Regions from separate parts of the Mus musculus genome. Here region 2 is linked to region 1. Evidence: chromatin contacts called from public promoter capture Hi-C data. All regions are on one chromosome and are shown on one strand. The core of a region is the stretch at or near the end of the contact, and the rest is flanking DNA. Distances in the headings are between cores, read along the strand shown.

The links. Promoter capture Hi-C pulls out the DNA fragments that hold promoters and counts their contacts.
Region 2: a promoter capture Hi-C map of hippocampal neurons shows a contact between it and region 1, with 2.7 times the contacts expected there. The contact joins the promoter of Npnt here to the enhancer-like site in region 1. A contact is called at or near these places in 6 of 39 promoter capture datasets (3T3-L1-derived adipocytes, the HPC-7 cell line, embryonic stem cells and 3 more), 3 of 484 Hi-C or Micro-C datasets (liver, nephron progenitors and uterus), 4 of 115 datasets of contacts at active chromatin or transcription factors (craniofacial prominence and embryonic stem cells) and 1 of 9 other capture datasets (pancreatic islet).

The regions. Positions count from the first base shown.
Region 1 is chr3:132,847,550-132,851,752 of GRCm38.p6, reverse strand. Gm29811 (predicted gene, 29811) reads left to right here. Exons shown (of 4, transcript NR_102298.1): 2 at 2,425-2,536. Among named protein-coding and RNA genes, the nearest start is that of Gm29811, 29 kb to the left of the region's middle. Within about 2 kb of position 1,847, at least 6 of the 459 cell types and tissues checked have an H3K27ac peak or open chromatin away from gene starts, as enhancers often do. A contact at or near this core is called in hippocampal neurons, where this site is marked.
Region 2 is chr3:132,947,805-132,952,076 of GRCm38.p6, reverse strand. It overlaps Npnt (nephronectin), which reads left to right and starts at 1,786. Exons shown (of 14, transcript NM_001287101.1): 1 at 1,786-2,104; 2 at 3,930-4,030. The coding sequence starts at 2,034.

The DNA of each region.
Region 1 (4,203 bases), core at 598-3,097:
CTGGATTATGCCTTCTTTGTACATAATTGATCCTCTAACTCCTCCCCTCCAGTTCTAACTCACCCCCTCCCTTCCCCCCCCCCCACCTCTGTTCTAACTTACCCTCTCCTGTCTGTCTCACCTCCCCCTACCTGCTCTGTGCAGCAGGCGGAGATAAAGACAGCTGCCTTTCATCTCCCATTGATTTCTCCAAGGGGAACCACAAAGCTGCTTTGAAGTGCAGGGGGGAGCTTCCAGGTGGATAAAACTGAAGGAAGGAGTGGATTTGACATAGAGTTTATCTCTGTCATGGAGGTGTAGATGTTTATGGGGGGTGGGGAATTTAAAAAAGGCCAGATTTTATTAGGGCATCAGAGATTGTAAAGAGAGCATGTTTTAAGTTTGGAAACTTGGGTCCAGGTTGGTTGGTGTGAGTTTGAAAGGATCTTAGGTCAAGCATCAGTTTAGCATGCACATTGCAGCAAGCAAGTGGGGGCAGGATCGCAGCTCCACCCTCCCGGGAAGCCTTCCCTTGGGTGTATGCTGCAGAGGATGAGCAAGTCCATGAGTTGTAAGAGTATTTATCTGGGGTGTCTATGTTTATTGTTTAGAACTTATGCCGTTGGTGTTAGACTGTTTGGCTTTACAGTTTGTCAGAACAGTATCATATTTGTATAACCTTTTCCAGTTAAGAAATGCTTTCTATTAGTTTCCACATTGTATCAGGAGATGGGTTGGATAAATGCCATCACCCACTTCTGGGCCATGAGGACCCCCTGAAAACTACCCAGGAACAGACAGGAGAGCAGCACAAATGCAGTAGAGGAATCTAGACTCAGTGGGGGCTTTCTTTCCATACAGGCAACCTCCTGTGTCCCCCTCTCTCTGTCCTGATGCATGTATCATTTTTGTTGTTGTTGTTGTTGTTTTGTGTATGAGGGTGGCAGTTTTCACTTAGGCCTAATAGCATCAGGACCCTGAAGCATAATCCTTATTTGCAAGGAAGGGGTTTGAAGGTTCAGTGCTGGAAGCCTGGAGGCCTGGTTATGCACTGAGGGTTGTAGCTTAAGGAGAGATGGTCTGCCACAGTTTCAGAGCGCTGCCCTGAAATGAAAGATCCTTGAGAAATGTCAGCCCTTCTCTCAGGCATGAGAGCTAATCAAATGGCAGTCAGAAACCCCGGGCTAGGGTCCATCCCAATTCCAGCCCCACTCCCAGATATAGATGGATCAGAAGACACACATGCCCTTAAGGGCCATGGCTTCAGGATGGGTGAAGCTGAATTGGCACATGATCCCAGAGAACCAGGCAAATGTGAGGGCCTGGAGTCAAGGCAGGTCAGGAGGAGGCCCCTTTACATTTCTCTAGTTTCATCCCCTCCTCCCAATAATATATACCAGTTATATTTAATTTAGCCCTTTGTTCAAATCTTTAGAGCGATCATTTTGTTTTAGGTGTTGATAAAGTATATACCCAGTGTTATGTGCTTATAAAACCCAACCAGGTTCACAGTAAATGCCTAGTGGTCTCCCTTTACATTTTCCTTTTTCTAAAGGTTTAGTCAATAAGAGTGGATCAGTGAGCAAAGACACCTTCTGCCAAGAATGACAATTGGAGTTGGATCTCTGGGACCCAACTCACCCTCTGACATCCACATGCCCTTGGTGGCATATTTGCTGCCAACTCCCATACAATGAATCACTGTAATTTTAAAATGGGATAAATAATTATAATAATTAATATCCTCATTAATTTATTCTTTCTGATTTAGCCGAATTTGCCTGGCAATTAAATTCAATGTCTGTTTCTGATACTGTTTCACTTAATCAAGAGGAACAAATTTAAAATGCATTTCAGAACGCCATGTGCTTGATTATTTACAGAAAACAGCTTGTGCCTGGATCTGGTGCTGTCTGACGAGACAGCTTCAGTGTGGAGATTTGCTCACTAAATCCCACGAGTCTGAAATGTCGGAGTTGCTACCATTGTAAAGGGTTCAGATTAAAACAACAGGTCCAGATTTGTAATGAGACGGATGGGCTGACTTACCAAAACCACCTCCTTTTAATTTCATTTACGTATACATGAGTTTTACAGGCAAATGCTTGGAAAATGCTTGCCCACTGGTTTTACAAAGTATTAACTACCAATAGAAGCTTCCCATTTTCTGTCTTTTGAGAGATAATGGCAAACATCTTTATATACAATCTCTGTCTGTGCCTCTGTCATCTCAGATGCTGTGGGCCTCATCTGCTTGGAGTTCTTGTTAAGGAACTTAATGGAGAAGAGGCAGGGGCCTTGGATATTTTCCTGGCCACTATGGACGTGATATACACTCTTACGCCACTGATTTGTGACTGACTGATTAGCACAAACCAAATAACTATCAGACAATGATGCCATTTTGGTGTAAAAACAAAACAACTTTTTTTTTTTTATAAGCAGACGGACTACCAGGTAGGAAGATCATCCCAGTGTGCTGCTTGACGTGGGATTCCAGCAGCTCAAGGTGGAACGGAAGCTGCTGAACAGCGGTCAGCGTCTCCAGTGTAATTTAGTAAGTTAATTAGACTTTTCCTTCTCGCTCTGACTTAGCACTTGTGGTGTTTCTTCTGTGAAGACACAGTGGACGAATCTCTGGAAGGATTCAGTATTGGTCTGGATTGCACAGGGTGGCCCCTTGTCTGAGGCAAATGCAGGAAGGCTTCTAGACCTTCATGCAGGGCCGATGAGGGCTAGTGACGAACAATCCAGGGAGGAGAACTTCTGGTGTGTCAGAAAAGGTGGAACAGGTTCACAGTAAGGAGATTAAATGCTCACACTGGAAAGAATACTTAGTAGGGTTTCTCTAAGTCAAAAATGGTGATTGCATAAAATAATGAGATCCTGGTGGCATTTCTTCTAACGCAGCTCGGGCCTCATCCACCTCTGCCCCGACCTATTAGCCTTTTTCCTTTTCTTTTTCCCCTTTTACTTTAATGGTTTTCCATAAATGTTTTATTAAGGGAAAAATCATGGTATTTGTTCAAGGTTGGCTCACTTTATGTAAATAACATAATGATTTTCATTTCCATCATTTTTCTGCAAATGATGAAATATTTTGTGGATGGCCATATTTTCTTTTTCCTCATCTGTTGATGGGTACCTATATCTGTGATGGCTCGTTCTATAAAGTGGTTATTGTGAACAGTTATACAACAAACACAGGCATTCAGGTATTATATCCTGTTATTACTGTAGATGACTTAGAATCCTTTGGGTATATACACAGGAGTGGAAAAGTCGGACCAGATGGCAGCTCTTTTTTATTCTGAGGGAGAATCTTTAGGCTGATTTCCATAGGCTGTGAAAATATACATTTTTCATCCTGTCATGTTGTCATACTTACAAATAGCTCATGATTACAAAAAAAAAATAATCTTAAAAACAAACCCCTACTAGCCATTCATGATGGTTTGAATGAGAAATCCCCCATAGGCTCACATACTTGAATCTGTTGTCCTTGTCTGGTGACACTATTTGGGGAGATTTTTGGAGCCTTGAGCTGGTAGAACATTGCTAAAGGAAGAACACCACTGGGGAATGCCTTTGAGATTTTATAGCCTTGTCCCAGGTGCAGCTCATTCTCTGCTTGTGTTTGCGGTTAAAGCTAGGATCTCTCAGCTTCTTCCTCTGTTCACCTGCTGGTGCCATGCCTTCCTTGCCACTGTGGACTCTCCCTCTGGAATCATAATCCAAAATGAACTCTTCCTTCATAAGTTGCTCTTGGTCATGGTGCTCTATCACAACAATAGAAAAGTAACCAGTACACCACTGAGAGCCAAGATTTGCTTCTTGATGTGCGTCACTCTACAAATCATCCTTTGTCAGCTGGCCTTAAGAAAGCGCCACATTTCTTTCCAATCTTCAATGATTGTAAATAGAGATCATGGTATGGATGCAGTCTATATGCACTTATTAATGATCTGAAAATGATTTCAGAAGAAATATGGCATCTCACAAGTAATAAATTATCTAGATAGCTCATCTCTGAGCATAGAGACATCTTTAAGCCATCAAATGACCTAAATTATGACTATTTCTTCCATGATTAATAGACCCAGCATCTAACCTCCCTCTCCACCAGTCTCCTTTCATATCTGACTGGAGACTTTCCAATCTCTTGAACCTGGTCCATGGGCAAGATAGAAAGAATGACTATAGGCCAACTTTTGTGCCGGACAT
Region 2 (4,272 bases), core at 537-3,036, 100 kb before region 1:
AAGCCAAAAAATTATATAAGCATGGATCCAAAAAGTATAAGTGGAGATTGTTCAAGTGAAGGAATGTGGAAGTTTTCTGGGCCAAAAAAAAAACAAAACAAAACAAAAAAAAAAACCCTACCTATGTCAGAGAAGTGTGCAGTCACTGTCTTATTTCCACCTATCACTCTTCTCCCCTCTTCTGAAGTTATTCTCTAGCCTGCAGGTTAACCCAACCATCCACTGTGCCAATGGAGCTCTTTCAGGAACCGAACAGGAGCCAATAAGCAATGCATGCCACCAAGGAGTGGGGTCGGGAAGCAAGCCTACATTACACTGACAAACATTTGACTTTTCTGCAGAAAAAAATATTATGCCTCTTAGACTATTTTGGACTTTGTTAGAAGCATCTGAAATGGATGACACCAAGCTGTTTGCCTCAAACAGTGTCCCAAGCCTGAACCGGCAAGGATAATTTTCTGAGATTAAAATAGAAACTTCTTTTGCTAACAGAAGCAACTTGGAAATCAAAGAACTATTATTTTTCCTTTTCTTGCAGAAAAGTCCTGTTTTTACACATACTGATAAATCAGGATAGTGTAACCAAACTGGCACAGAACTTTTCGTTAACAATTTGAAGTAGCAGAAACCTTAAAATGATGCGAACGGAGTGACAGTTGAATGTACGGTAGCAAATACTTTCGATTAACATTTATGAGCACCTACTATGTGCCAGGCAATGTTGTAGGCACTAAACAAAGATAGCTCTTCTTGGAGAGTTTACATTACAACAGAAAGAAGACATAGATAAACAAATTATGCTGTAAGAGAAAAGATCAGTACAATGGGGGGGGGAAGGCAAAGTATGGCTGGACGTGACACCAGAGGGGAAGATAAGAATTTTAAACAGCATTCATATTTGGCTTTTAGGGTGACTTTTAGGCAAGGAAGTGAGATTCAGCTATACACACAACCTCTTCAATGCATGCCTAGAGGGTGCCAGGCCAGGAGATCATGGACTGAAGAGAGAGAGGACAGGACAGCCAGCCATTGGGGGTATGGCCTAAGGACGGGAATGATTTAAGTTTGAACGTATATTTATGAAAATCATTTCTTTTCAGTCCTTTGGTGCAATGCTTTTTATGATAGCTCAGTAACTACTTCAAATGGTTCTAAAGAGGTCCCCTCAAGACCAGCTACACCACAAGCTAAGTGGTAACTAACTCCCCTTCCTCTGGGGTGGAGCACTTGCCCTACCCACGGGGGTGCACCAAGTGGAGCTTCAGGACACAGACAGTTTTCCAAGGTTCTTCTCTTTCTCCTGAGCCCAGAGTTCTTCTTCAAAATTCGACCTGAGAGCCGAACCCCCCCCACCACACTCCCCACCCCCGTTAAAAGGTGCAGGGATATTCCAGCTCTGTAGGAGAAGCAATCTGGGTCTGCCTGCCTTCATCAGTCCAGGAACCCCTCCGGTAGGTGCAGAAAAGTTGGGTTCTCCCCTATAGACCACCTGTGTGTGTATGTGGGGGGGCATCTGTCTACCCCCACAGAACGCGTACTTCCACTTCCAACCCCACTGTCGCCCCAGCCTCTGGCGGCTGGGCTCACTTTTTCAGGCAGGTCACCCGACAAGCCCTCTCCCTAGCTCTGCTCCCAACTTTTCTCGCAGCCCGGGGGCAAGCGCCACCCGTGGCCGAGGCTGCCTGCGCGCCGCATCCCCGCCCCTGAGCCGCCCCTGCCCCTGGGGCCCGGGGAGGGGCGAGCCCCGGCGCGCGCCCAGGGCACCAGGGCGGCGGGGCAGGGAGGGCGGCGGGCTGCGCGGCGCGTCCCTCCCGCCTCGCCCCTCCCCGCGGGCGGCGCGGCTCCCGCCGCAGCGCCTCCCCTCGCCAGGAGGGAGCCGGAGGGGCTCTGCCAGCCCGCCGCAGACCTGCCCGGCTGCGCGCTGCGCTCTGTGCGTCCCAGCAGCCGCGGGTGCCGCGCCGAAGGCGGCCGGGAGATCCCGGGACGCGCAGCTCCCCGCAACCTTCAGCGTCCCCGCGTCCCGGTCCTCCGGCATGGCTGTGCTCCTAGCGGCGGTGCTCGCGTCCTCGCTCTACCTGCAGGTGGCTGCCGACTTCGACGGGAGGTGAGGCGGGTCTCGGGTGCCCTCCCCTTTCCCTCAGGGACCTCGAGTGGAGCAGCCTGGCTCCGGGCTCAGGAGAAAGAGAGGCTCGTGCCCCGTGTGCGGTGAGAGCGGGCAGGAGCAGGGACACAGGTGACGCGTGGAGCGTCCCTACAGCCAGTGATCAGGATGGACTGTGTCCCGAGGGGAAACTTGCAGGTGACCCGGCGATTCGACAAAGGGTGGCGGCGAGGACCGTACTTGGAACAAATGGCACCCGAGGGCTCTCGGTTTGTGGTTCGGAGGGGGGACGGTGTACACAAGCTTAACATGAGTACTGAGAGGAGGCGCTCGGGGTGCGTGTGTGTGTGTGTGTGTGTGTGTGTGTGTGTGTGTAGCACGCGGCACCGCTCAGACCTGGCGGGCCTGACTGTTGCTTGCTCTGACAGGTCCCAACAACCTCCGGCAGGGTCTCTGCTGTCACTCAGCGTGTCCCCCCAAGGCAGCGCACCGCGCGATCTCCCCGGAGATCCCGGGCTCAGTCCCCACTGAAGGCCTCAGCTGGACAGGTTTCCCGCTGGCTCACACCACCACTCACCCCTGTCCCCATCCCTCAGAGCTTGTCCCAGGGCTGCCTTGAAGATGCCGCACCTGTTTTACCTGCAATCTTGGAACGAATCAATTCCAGGATTGATTGGCTTTCCTGTCCCTGGAGGGGACCAGAGGAAAAGCCTCGGAGCGCGGAAGAAAAAGGCACCCGCTCCCGGTTCACCACCTGGTCGGAGGAAATAGAAGTTGGGGTTGTTTTGTACTTTGAGCCTGAGGGTAAAGCGAAGATGAATTGAAGAGATAAAGAGTTTAAAGAAGAGTGGAAAGCAGCCAGAGGCTAAGCCTTTTATTTTCCAAAAGCAATTCTTTGCCCACATTTGGATTTGTGGTGCATTACTTTGGGGCACACATATTTACAAAGAAACACACACACACACACACACACACACAGCCTAGGTGTCCATTTACAAAGAAACACACACACACACACACACACACACACACACACACACACACACACACACAGCCTAGGTGTCCAGAAAGTCTGGTAGGTGTGAATCTAAACAGGCTAACAGTCACAGGTGTAAGTGTGATCTGATGCATAAATCTGCATCCTAAACTTGGAGTCTCTCTGGGTACACTTTACATCGGAGAGGGAAATAATGTGGATTGCTGATGCAGACAGCTTGTAAAATACGAGGACACTTGAGACACTCTTCACGGCCTGGTTTTGGGCTTTTCTTACAGCAGTGGTGGGGAAGAGGAGGAGGAGGAGGAGGCAGTTGTATAGAAAGAGCTTGGTTGGTTGCATTTGATTTTTGAATAAGCTCCTCTTCTTGCCCATTTCCTTATCTGCCCTTTATACGAAGCAAACATTCTTTCTGCTCTGACAGATCTGTTATTCAGCACATTTCAGCGTCCCGGTGCATTAGTCAAAACTGCCCCCTCCTCCCCGCCCCCAACAGCTGTGAGTCTGGCTAATCTGTTTTATTTCAAGCTTTCAGAAACCATCCCGTGAATAGTAGCCTGAGCTTTCTTGGTTGCAGCCAACCTGGTTTCTTCTCCCTACTCCTGTGGGCTGGGTGTGTGTACATTTAACTTTACAATTAGAAATTAGATCACTGTAGGACTACTACTGGGAAGGTGTCTTATTCTCCAATTCCTTGCAGGCAGTAAGGAGCTTGTAGAAAATTACTGGGTGTGGTTTAAGTATATATACATTTTCTAAATAAAACAAAGGGGAAATTATTTTAAATCTCAGGTGTCTTTATTTATTTTAAATATTTTGTTTGTTTGGTAGGTGGCCCAGGCAAATAGTTTCTTCAATCGGCCTATGTCGCTATGGAGGCAGGATTGACTGCTGCTGGGGCTGGGCCCGCCAGTCCTGGGGACAGTGCCAACGTGAGTATCGGGGCTGGAGACTCCTGTTCCTTGGTGTGTGTGTGTGTGTGTGTGTGTGTGTGTGTGTGTGTGATGGTTCTAGACTTTACTCTGCACTTTGGAGGGCTTACCATTACTGAATAAGTCTTAACTGTGCAGATCTGACCCAAATCTTTATTCTGCCCCTTTCTAATCAGAGGTACCTGTGTCACAGTGCCAGCGTTGCCATTTACAGAGAGCCACTTACTGTGTTGTCCAACAAC